Linked DNA regions of Rattus norvegicus: region 1 is linked to region 2. Evidence: chromatin contacts called from public Hi-C data. All regions are on one chromosome and are shown on one strand. Each heading gives the region's core, a stretch centred on a gene start, on an enhancer-like site or on the middle of the called end of the contact. The rest is flanking DNA. Distances are from core to core; before and after follow the strand shown.

Region 1 (5,195 bases), core at 65-2,564, 40 kb before region 2:
TTCCACCCCTGTGAGATGTTTGTGTAAAACCTATGCATGCCCTGGTTATACCTGGGTTATAATCCCTGAAGCAGCATAAGTGCTGTGAATGGTTGCTGTCCTTGAGTCTTTGGGGAATAATGATAAGGGAAAGTCTCTGCATCTTTAGCTGGCTCATCTTTTTCTACATATTGGGAATAGATGTGCCTGCAGGTGTGGCGGACTGACTTGATTGGCTCTCTGCAATAGCTTGTAGCTATTTGAGCTGGGGAACAAATAAACTGTTTAATAATATTTTGCTGACTCTCTTACAGAAGAAAATGCTTACGTTTACATGATAATATACCAAACACATTTCTTCGTTTTCTAGAAACTTGATTTTTTTTCTCTCTCTCTCCGAGTAAGACCCCTTATCTCAGAACTACAGACTGTTAAATCCCAAGTGAAGTTCATTTAAAAATCAGAGTACATTCCAGAGAAGCTGTGGGTTGCTCAGGCACATGTTAAAGGCAGAACTGAAGCCAGAACTTTTGTTCCCTTGTTTGTGTCCCGCTGCCTAACACATGGCTGACCTGTAGTGGTCCAAGTTTCAGGGAGGCATTCTTGCTCCTTTCTTCTGAAAGAGAGAAGCAAGTAAGTTAACTGTGTGTGTTATGCTTGTGTATGTGTGTGACTGTTCTATCTGCACGCATGAGTATTGTGTGTACAGTGCCTGGTGAAACTCTAGAACTAGAGTCACAGATGGTTACAAAGCACTGTGAGTGCTGGGACTGAACCACAGTCCTCTGGAAAGGGCACTAAAACTCTAAACCACTGAGCCACCTCTCCTCCAGCCCTGCCAGTCATTCTATGCTAAAAAATAATTTATATACATAGGGTGATTCAAGCCCAGAGCCTTGCACTTTGCTGGGCCAGTATTCCACCCAACGACCTACATCTCCAACCTGAATTTTAATTTTTGAGTAATAACTGTATAGTTTTGATATGGATGATGAAATTCAGGTAAGGAGAAGGAACAGTGTCCATACCACTATCACCTTTTAAAATTGAGCATTTAGTTGATTGTCACAGAAAATGTAGAGAAAAATCTGGGTGTGTTTCACATCTTAGATGCATTGAATCCAAGGCTGGTTTCCAGTGTACCTTCTTTCTGATCCACATGTCTTCCTTTCCTTGGACACAGGCTACCCTGATGAGGGGAAGCGGCCTGCTGGTGGTTTCTTCTTGTCTTCTTGTGAACAAGGATTAAATCTTGCAATCACTGGTTTATATTTCCTGGCTGTTCCTGACTGAAGGATCAGAGTCCGTGACATGCCTTATTGATCCATTTGTTAGATCAATGAGGCAACAGAAATAATTTTCCTCTTTGGTCTCCATTCTTGTCTGGGCCACTATTACATTCATTGAGGAGGAGACTTTCTAATGAGTAAATACTTGATTTTCTCTTGTTTTCTGAGAGTGGTTAAACACTTGCCAACCTTCTATGTCTGTCAGTCTTTAGAATAACTGCTGGTGCATTTTTTGGGGCATTAGGACTGCAAAGCATAGCATGCACTGGACTCTGCTCCTCTGAGGTGCTTTGCTTCCCACACACTCACTGTGTCTGATTTCATCTTTAGAATGTATATTTACGTTAAGGGTATGTATGTGTTCACAGCACATGAGTGTGCATGTTTGTGTGGAGGACAGAAGGCAGCCTCACTACTCACCTCCCGTGTGTGAGGCAATGTCTCTCCTGTTGTTTGCCACTGAGCTGTGCATCTCTCCCAGGCTAGCCCTCACAGGCTTCCAGAGGACCCCCAACCCCATCTACCTCCCGTGTGACTTGTAGAAACACTGAGGTCATAGACACACATCACTGGGTCTGGAGTTTACACAGATTCTGTAAAGTGATCTGAACTCATTTGCACAGCAAGTGCTTTTCCCCACTAGCCATCTCCCTGTCCCATTTGCCTAATTTCTTGAAGCTTAAGTACAAGGGCTGTCTCTGGAATTGTAGCAAACACTATTCTTTTCCTTTGAAACCCCGATTTGTTTTTAGGGAGCCAGTTTTTCTCATTACATAGTCTAGATTTGAAAGCTTGCTTAAAGTTGTCTTGAATAATGCAAGGCTGGCTACTGGGTTAGGATGCTTTCCATTGTCTCCCATCTGATGTAAGACCCACGAGTAATACAGAAGTATGAAAAAGTATCCGTTGGCAGAAGAATGCAGAGAAGTGCAGAACTGATAACAAGGGCTAAACAGAGCTCTAGAAAAATTAACGCAGAGGGGGGAAAAAGATAGGTTAAAAAGGAGGAGGCCAAAACCTGGCAGCAGACATGAAGCTGCTTTAGTAAAGACAGGGCATTTACCGTAAAACCAAGGTGGGAAGCAGCCAGAGGCTCTGTGGGCATGGGTGGCTAACTGTTTGGCACTGCCCAGGCCTTTCCAAGCACTTCTCCAACCTACTGTGCCACCCTCTTTCTTTGGCATGAAAGGTAAACAAACGATTGCTTCTCTCCAAAGAACCAGGTCAACATGTTTGGGGGATTTAATTATACTCTTATTTTATTTTATTGTTGATGTTATTGTCTGTTGGTGTTTTTGTTTTGTTTTGAGACTGGGTCTTATTATGTATCCTTGACTGTCCTGAATCTCCTTATGTAGACCAAGCTGGCCTGAAACCCGTAAAGATCTGCTGGCCTCTGCTTCCTGAATGCTGGGACTAAAGGCATGTTCCACCACATCAGCTGTATTTTTTTTAAGATTTATTTATTTATTTATCTGTTTGTTTGTTTGTTTATTAAAGGTACACTGTAGCTATTTAGCCACAACAAAAGAAGGCATCAGATCTCATTACAGATGGTTGTGAGCCACCATGTGGTTGCTGGGAATTGAACTCAGGACCTCTAGGAAGAGCAGTCAGTGCTCTTAACCACTGAGCCATCTCTCCAGCCCTCCAGCTATATTTTTATGTGTGTGGAGAAATGGAATGTTTTGCCTGCATGTATGTCTGTCTACCATTGTACAGTACCCACAAGGACCAGAGAGGGGCATTAGATCCCCTGGAACTAGACTTACAGATGGATGTGAACAGCTATGTATGTGGGTGTTGTGAATCAAACCCAGATCCTTTAGAAGAGCTACAGGTACTCTTACCTGCTAAATGACTTATCCAACTCCTTAATTATTTTTTAAAGTTTTACTATCGTTGTGTATATGTATCCTCCCTCCTTCCCTCCCTCCTCCCCTCCTCCATCAGAGGCTGGCATAGCACTGTTTTGTGGCCCATTTGCCTATTATTTGTTCAGTTTGCATGGAACAAACTCACTTGTCCCTTCCTTCTTCCAGGGCCTCAGGTGTGGGGTGCACTGTACCTTGTTGGGCTGCCTAAGGCTAGGAGCATCCCGAGCATCTGCACCTCCTGTCTAGGACCTCTGCCTCTTAAGAGATGCTAAAAGAGGACCACTTCCCCTGAACCTGAGGGACAGAGCTGCTGCTCACCCCAAGTCTCTGAGCATGCCTGCATGGCCATTTTTAATAAAAACAAAGGGTTGTGGGGGCTGGACATGGTGGCTTACAACCATCAAGGGTTGGAGGGGGTTTGTTTTTGTTTTTGGGGGTTGTTTGTTTGTTTTTGGTTTGTTTGTTTTGTTGCTTTCTGTTTATATATGTGTAATTGTGTCTGATGTTATGCAGGAGCCAGATCCTAGCTCTGGTGTTATAAACAATTGTGAGGGTGAGAGATGGCTCAGCAGTTAAGAGCACTGACTGGGCTTCCAGAGGTCCTGAGTTCAAATCCCAGCACCCACATGGGAATTGAAAAAAATATGGAATGGGATCTGATGCCCTCCCTTCTGGTGTGTCTGATGACAGTGACAGTGTACTACTCACCTACATAAAATAAATGGTTGTGAGCTACTCAGTGTAGATGGTAGCTACCAAACTTGGGTCCTCTGGCAACCAAGAAATGCTTTTAAACCTCTGAGCTATCTATCCAGCCCCCAAAATAAAACTTACAAAGGGAAAAATGATTTGCCAACTACCCCTTTGAAATAGCTGCTATCAGGGGTCTTTCTGAGTTAGAAGCCTTTAGTCTAAGACACTTCTTCCTTTCTGTAGTCGCCTGTTTACCTCTGCCGAGTTTTGTTCTAGTCCATATTCAGTATCACTTCGGATATTTTTCAAAATAGCAAATGTTTATATGCACAAGATTGTAATTCTTATGTCTTAAAAAAAATACCCCTGGAGAGATTGAGAAGGGGAGGGAGGGAGGAAGGGAGAGAGGGAGGGGGGGGAGGGAGGGAGGCAGGCCGGCCCATGGAGTCTAGAAGAGGACTTCTGGTCCCTAGGATCTGCACATAGGAAGAACTGGAACTAGGCACTTACCTGGTTATGGAGTTCCTGCTCCATGGAAGACCCATAGGCCAGTGGGTCAGCACACAAGTAATGGTAATAGGGTACAATGCTTAGAAAGTTAAATACCGGGGTAGGGATAGGAGAGGAGAAAGAGATCTGTTTTGGGTGAGTAACAGCCCAGAAAAGAGTAAGTATTTGAACCATGCATTAAACACTCTGTGTCAATTAGCCAGATAGGGAGAAGTGGATAGAATAATTGGTACAGAAATTGGAGAGCAACACAGGATGACGTCTTCTCAGGATTTCAAACATGTGGGCACCATGTCTTGGGTAGAGTGTTTGAAATGGGTCTACTTGCTCCTGCCTTTGCTGAAAGAACCACATATACCACCTCTCTGCTTGGACTCTCTCAGACCTCAGAAACCAGAATGCTGGCTGACTGGCTGCAGCTTTCCCAGCTCCTCCCACCTGTCAGTCTCTTCCCACCACCACCTTCCTCACTTCATCACCTGTCACTGTGCCTTGCCTATCTATTCCAGGCTGGTCACATGCCTCTGGCTCTCATTCTGGACCTCTATACTGTGTTTCCTTTGTCTGCAGTATTCTTCCATCCAAACAGACATCTTGCTGCCTTGATTTCCAAAGAGACCTACCTGACCAGATGTCACTTTCTGTGGCCTCCTGCAGATGGTAGAAGCCCCCCTGTCACCTGCCTTCCGGCAGTCCACCTGGTCTTTGCTTTGCTTGTTTTCAGTTACTTTTCTTTTTCTGTCCCTACTAAAAAGTAAACTCAATGCAAGTGCTGGGTGGCTAATCACTGGTGGTTGTCCACAGTAGAAATCGTGTTCCTCTTATGACAGAGGCTTGGTCAGATGAG
Region 2 (5,357 bases), core at 1,242-3,741:
GTTAAAAACAGTTATCCTAGCATCCACTACAGTAAACATTCATTTGTCCTGTCAACAGAGCATACCCTCCTGGGGTACTTGTACAGGTGTGGTACGCTGGCGTGAGCAGAGATAATTCATTAGAATCTTTCAGACACAGCCTACCCACGTGACCAGTTAGACTGTGGAGGGATCATCATAGCCTTGATTTTATAAAAGTTTGTTTGTTTTTTTGTCATTGTCATTTGTTTTGTTTTTGTTGGTTGGCTTGATTTGATTTGGTTTTTGGTTGGTTGAGACAGGGCTTCTCTGTATAGTCCTGGCTGTCCTGGAAGTCACTCTATAACCATGCTGACCTCAAACTCAGAGATCTGCCTGTCTCGGTCTCCCCAGAGCTGCGATTAAAGGAGTACACCACCATTTCTGGCTCTGTAAAATCTGTTTAAGATGGGGTTTTATATATGGAGGCATGCCTGTGTTGTTAGGCTTCAGTGACTCCTCAGACAATCCTGAGAGGTTCCCCTCTGCAGGTGTAAACTGCTAGAGAAATGACTAAAGTTACAGCTGTGGGAAGTGGGCAGTGCCAGTGTACCTGTGGTGAAGGTGGTGGGCACTTGATGAGGTAGTCCCTGTGGTGAGCTGCCTCTGGAGATGAGCAGAGGGTAGGTTAGCCCCTGGCCTTGTTTGTGTGCTCTCTTTATATCCAATACAGGGCACGTTGTACTAATCCTGACCCACACGGCAGCTGCCGCATTACCTCCTTCATGGTGTCTTCCTGTCAACAGCGGACCACCACTGTTACTATCATTCCTCACTCCTGATGCCTGATTCCTGCTTTTCCTCATGGGGAAGAATCTCTAATTTGCCTTTAACAGCAGAGATAGACATCAACAGATGTATAGGTATTTTTCTGAAATTCAGCCATACACATAAAGTGGGAGAGTTTTTCCATAAAGTGCCAATCTGATCATTTAAAATTGTTGGTGAAGAAAAGTCCCAGTTGTCCATTTCCAGTGATATTTAGGCTTGCTTACACCGCTGTTACCCACAGAACTAGACCTTACTACTGTCTTCAGTTACTCTACTCCCAAAAGTCCGTGGTGTAAGACACAGGTAAAGCAGGACTGAACGAACTCCTTCACATCTCGTTATGGAGCCGGTAACCTTGAGTGTGAGTTTTTACACAGCAGTTAGTAGAGAAGTATAGGCTTCAGGTCAGAGAGTCAGCTGAGAGAAGAGCGGGATCTAGAAAGATGGCTTGGTTTGTAAAATGTGTGTGTCCCTTGCAAGTGTGAGGACCCGAGTTTGACCCTCCGCACTCACATTAAGAAAAGAGACATACGTAGAGAGCTGGCTCATTGGAGCAGTCAGTGAAGGCACTGCGCCGTCTACCTCTGCCCTGCCCTCCACTGCACCAGTGCATACGTGTGCACACAGTAATAACAGCTTCCTGGGTTTGGTTTGTTTTGTATGTTCAGATTTTTGGTTGAATAGTTTGACCCGAGTAGCTTCCTACCTTAATCTTGGTCTGGCCTCACATACTTCATATTTTATCGTATTGTTACTGCAGTTAATTAAGTTACTGTTATTATTGCAGTTCTTTATCCTTTTATTGGGTTTAAATTTCCCTTTACAAAATATGCATGGATCAAAAATGTGCCTTTGGAAGAAATTGCTGGTGTTAGTTGTGCTGACGTCACTTCATACTGTGATGTTTTCTGTTTACCAAAAGATGAGTATTTCAATATAACGATGTGCATGTTTTCCCCCTTCTCCCGCTGCATGCAGGGATTCGGGTTCGTAACTTTCGAGAATAGTGCTGATGCAGACAGGGCCAGGGAGAAATTGCACGGCACCGTGGTAGAGGGCCGTAAAATCGAGGTGCATGTCTTCAATAATTCAATTTCTCATTTATATTTTTCTTTCTCTTTGTGTACTGCCTCACTTCACCTTTGGACCCCTGTCCTGTCCATGTGTGCACTCCTGTCTGTGTGTGTACTCTGTCTGTATGTGCACTCCTGTCCGTGTGTGCACTCCTGTCTGTCTGTCTTCACCTCCTTGCACTACACTATAAAGTAACAATCTGTCGGCTTCTCCCCTGCTCTTGGTTGTTCAAGGGTTAATTTGGAGGGCGGGGATGTATGCTTACCTGTTTTCCACTTACTTTTTTTCCCTCTTCCAAAATGTTCATCCTTCTGCTCTCTTGAGTTTTTTTCCTTTGCTTCAGTTTGCAAGACTCTGAATTCCTATAATGAGGCCTAAGCAAAACTAACTTCAAAAATGTCTAAAACCTATCTAGCTCTAGCATTGTGTCTTGGAGGCCAGTTCCCCTCCAAGTACGTTTGGTACGTGTGGATAGATGATTATGGGGGGGGGGGGGGCAGAATCTAAAATTCTGGTAGTTTTAAATCTTAATACCGAGAATTTCAAGCCTTGCCTCCAAAGTTGACAAATGCAGTCTCAAGAGAGGGTTCAAGGGCAGCTGGTGGCATTGATGGACAGATGTGGTGATTGCAAAATCAGCCCTTGGGCTCACCAGCATAGAGTGACGAACAGATTGAAGGTTAACTGGCTCCTCTCCCCTTTCCCAGTTTTTTAAAGTATTAAATATAAAAGCCACCATTTGAGTAAGATGTCTGCATATTTTGCTTTTTTCCCCTTTCCAATGGTTTAGCATTTAGGGCCCTTCACTTGCCTCACTCTTTCCATGGTAACTATACACAGTGCTGGCGATGGTGCCCGTTGGCGGTAAGTGAACTGAAAGTGCTAGCGAAGAAGCTTTTAAAAATGTAATCACAAAACAATTAAGAGAGAAAAAGTCCATCTGCCATCTCACATTAACACTACCAGATGTGGTTTGACTTGCTTCTCTCCCTTCCTGCCCCTTTTATTTTCACTGCTGTGGGGTGATGTCGCCTGGACTTTGGATGTACATCCTGTCTTGTAGCAGTCTGAGCTGTTTGGTTACTGACTTCATGGTGATTTTTTTTCCCCTTGCGCATCTTACTCAGAGTTACTGAACTCCAGTTTGGCTGGTTTTATTAATGCACTCTGCCCCCTTTCCTAAACCCCTGTGCAGCTCTTTCCTGTCAACACCCCTCCTGTTCTTTCCTGTTCTCCCCTACCACGCTGTTCAGTTTCCCTGGCTTCCCATTTCAGCCCCTTCCTTTCTTCCTCCCTGTCCCTCTCTGTCTGGAGCTGTGGGTGTCTCTTGCTGACTGGTAGTGTCTGCTTGGTTCTGGCTGGTTTTCCTTTGAATTGCTTGGTGGCTTTCTGCTGTAGCAGCTGGTTCAAGCCCTTGCTCCATTCCGACCTTGCTGCTCACTCTCCCTCTTCTTTCCGAATTGTTTCTTTCTTTTCTTTGTGTGTGTTAACTGCATGCTCTCAATCTCATCGTTGTTGTCTCCCATTCTTTCTTTGTAAATGTGAAATGTTTACATTATCTGGTGGTCAAACTAGAGTAAATGAAGTTTCAAGCTGTCTTCATGAAGGAAGAGAGAGAAGGTCATAAATGTTTTTAAATTCCAGTTTTACTGCAAATTGGTCTCCTTAACATAAATCTAGTACAATGTATATTCTTAGAGGCAAAGTAAGCTGATCTTGGTGGCACAAGCCTATAATCTAAGCATTCAGGAGGCTGAGATAGGAGGATCACAGATTTGAGGCCAGCCTGGTTACATAGCAAATTCCAGACTCAGCCTGAGCTTCCTAATGAGACTTGTTTTTAAAAAACAGATGAGACATATTTATATTTCATAAGCTCCAAGCTCAAGGCAAGCTGCAGTTAAGTTTATGATGAGGCTCTGAAGGTGGTCCCGAGACCACCCACAGTGTCCTAACTTCTGCCGCTCCTCTCCTTTCCCCACCTTGGCGTGGAGAAGCCTCATACATGCTTTGTCATGGGATAGAGGACCACAGGACAGGAGAGCTAAGCAATCACTCTTCACTGCCGAGCACTTGTGCCAAAGGCCCTCTGAAGCTTCATCTTAAATGAGTGATCCACGTGATCTAGAAAATTGAGGATGACCCACAGACTGCCACCACAGGAATCTTTAGTCCCTCTATTTATTTTCTAATCCCAAGTAGTTAAGAAAAGATAGAGAACATCAGGACAGGATATGACATCAGCATCATGGCTCAGGTGGCAAGCCTCTGTTTTATTAACAAGCTTCAACGTTCTTTTGTAGATATATTTGTTCCCTATTTCCTTTTTTTCCAAAGCATCCTCAGTAAAGAGACATCTTAAGGTGTCCAGAGAACTTGTAACTGCACGGTTTCTCTGCAGTGCTGACAGGTAGAACAGCCACAGTTTTCTATTTGGAGACCAAGAAACTACATTTTACTCTTGTTAGCCTCATTTAATAAAACGCTTACATTAAAATTCTATGACTATTTTATAATGCTATGTTAATTATCTAAATGCTATCAGAAATTTACTTTTTAAATGATGTACTGTTACTGGATGCTCAGTAATGTCCCTAATGTGTCTCTCCTGCCCCTCTTGTCTGCTCATTATTTTTAGGTGAATAATGCTACCGCACGGGTCATGACCAACAAGAAGATGGTCACACCATATGCAAATGGTGAGGAGTTACAAGCTACCTTGGGGGAACCTTTGTTCTTATGTAGATATAGGAAATTTTCATGACTTTCTAGGACTATCAGCTCAATTCACATTTGACCTCTTAGAAAAATGTTTTATCTTTACAGATTCATTTTTTTCCCTTAAAATTAAGCTAAGTGTTTAACTTACAAAGCTGTTTTGATCTCATTAACTTTGGTCTTCTACACAGTACATGCCACTTTAAGAAGCTACCTGCTAAAGCAGATAGGTAGCCCATGAGCATCCTCAGTCTCTGTAGCTCCTTGTAACATGGGAATTTCCCATGTAGCCCTGAAGACCCAGGAGTGTTTTCCTACTGATTCCCCCTCCTGTGAGTGTGATCTGGATTAGTGGGAAGGAAAACCTCCAGTCTCTTTTATAATTCTAGATTCCTTGCTTTCCCTAAGACCTGTCAGCAATGGCCCTGGGGCTTTAGGGTGTAGCTTTTTATTCCGTGAGGACAAGTTATACAGTGAGTTTAATAAACATTTGTGAGAGTGGGATTTTCAATGATGGGCTGGAAAGGTGGTTCCTCAGGAAAAAAACACCAGCCATGCAAGCCTGAGATCCTGAGTTCAGAAACTGGAACCTATGTGAAAAGCTATGTGTGGTGGTCCACATCTGTAATCCAAGAACCTTAGGCAAAAGTTTGGGCTGGCCAGCCTAAAATATGCCATACAGTGGCAGAAACAACAGGGAAATTGTCTTCTCATCCCCACTGCCCTCCATAGCATACCCACACCCATACTCAACACACAAAATAAGTTTAAATTGT

Evidence for each region. Hi-C and Micro-C count contacts between places; a contact is called where the count stands out from the background.
Region 1: a contact with region 2 is called in a Hi-C map of liver, with 1.5 times the contacts expected there. The contact joins two enhancer-like sites. A contact is called at or near these places in 6 of 12 Hi-C or Micro-C datasets (the A7r5 cell line, the Rat2 cell line, Schwann cells and 2 more).

Annotation. Positions count from the first base shown.
Region 1 is chr7:110,753,175-110,758,369 of GRCr8, reverse strand. The region is part of intron 2 of Rbfox2 (RNA binding fox-1 homolog 2); the gene reads left to right. Among named protein-coding and RNA genes, the nearest start is that of Mb, 110 kb to the right of the region's middle. Within about 2 kb of position 1,314, at least 2 of the 93 cell types and tissues checked have an H3K27ac peak or open chromatin away from gene starts, as enhancers often do. A contact at or near this core is called in liver, where this site is marked.
Region 2 is chr7:110,714,490-110,719,846 of GRCr8, reverse strand. It overlaps Rbfox2 (RNA binding fox-1 homolog 2), which reads left to right. Exons shown (of 14, transcript NM_001414967.1): 6 at 1,768-1,860; 7 at 4,502-4,562. Among named protein-coding and RNA genes, the nearest start is that of Mb, 69 kb to the right of the region's middle. Within about 2 kb of position 2,491, at least 1 of the 93 cell types and tissues checked has an H3K27ac peak or open chromatin away from gene starts, as enhancers often do. A contact at or near this core is called in liver, where this site is marked.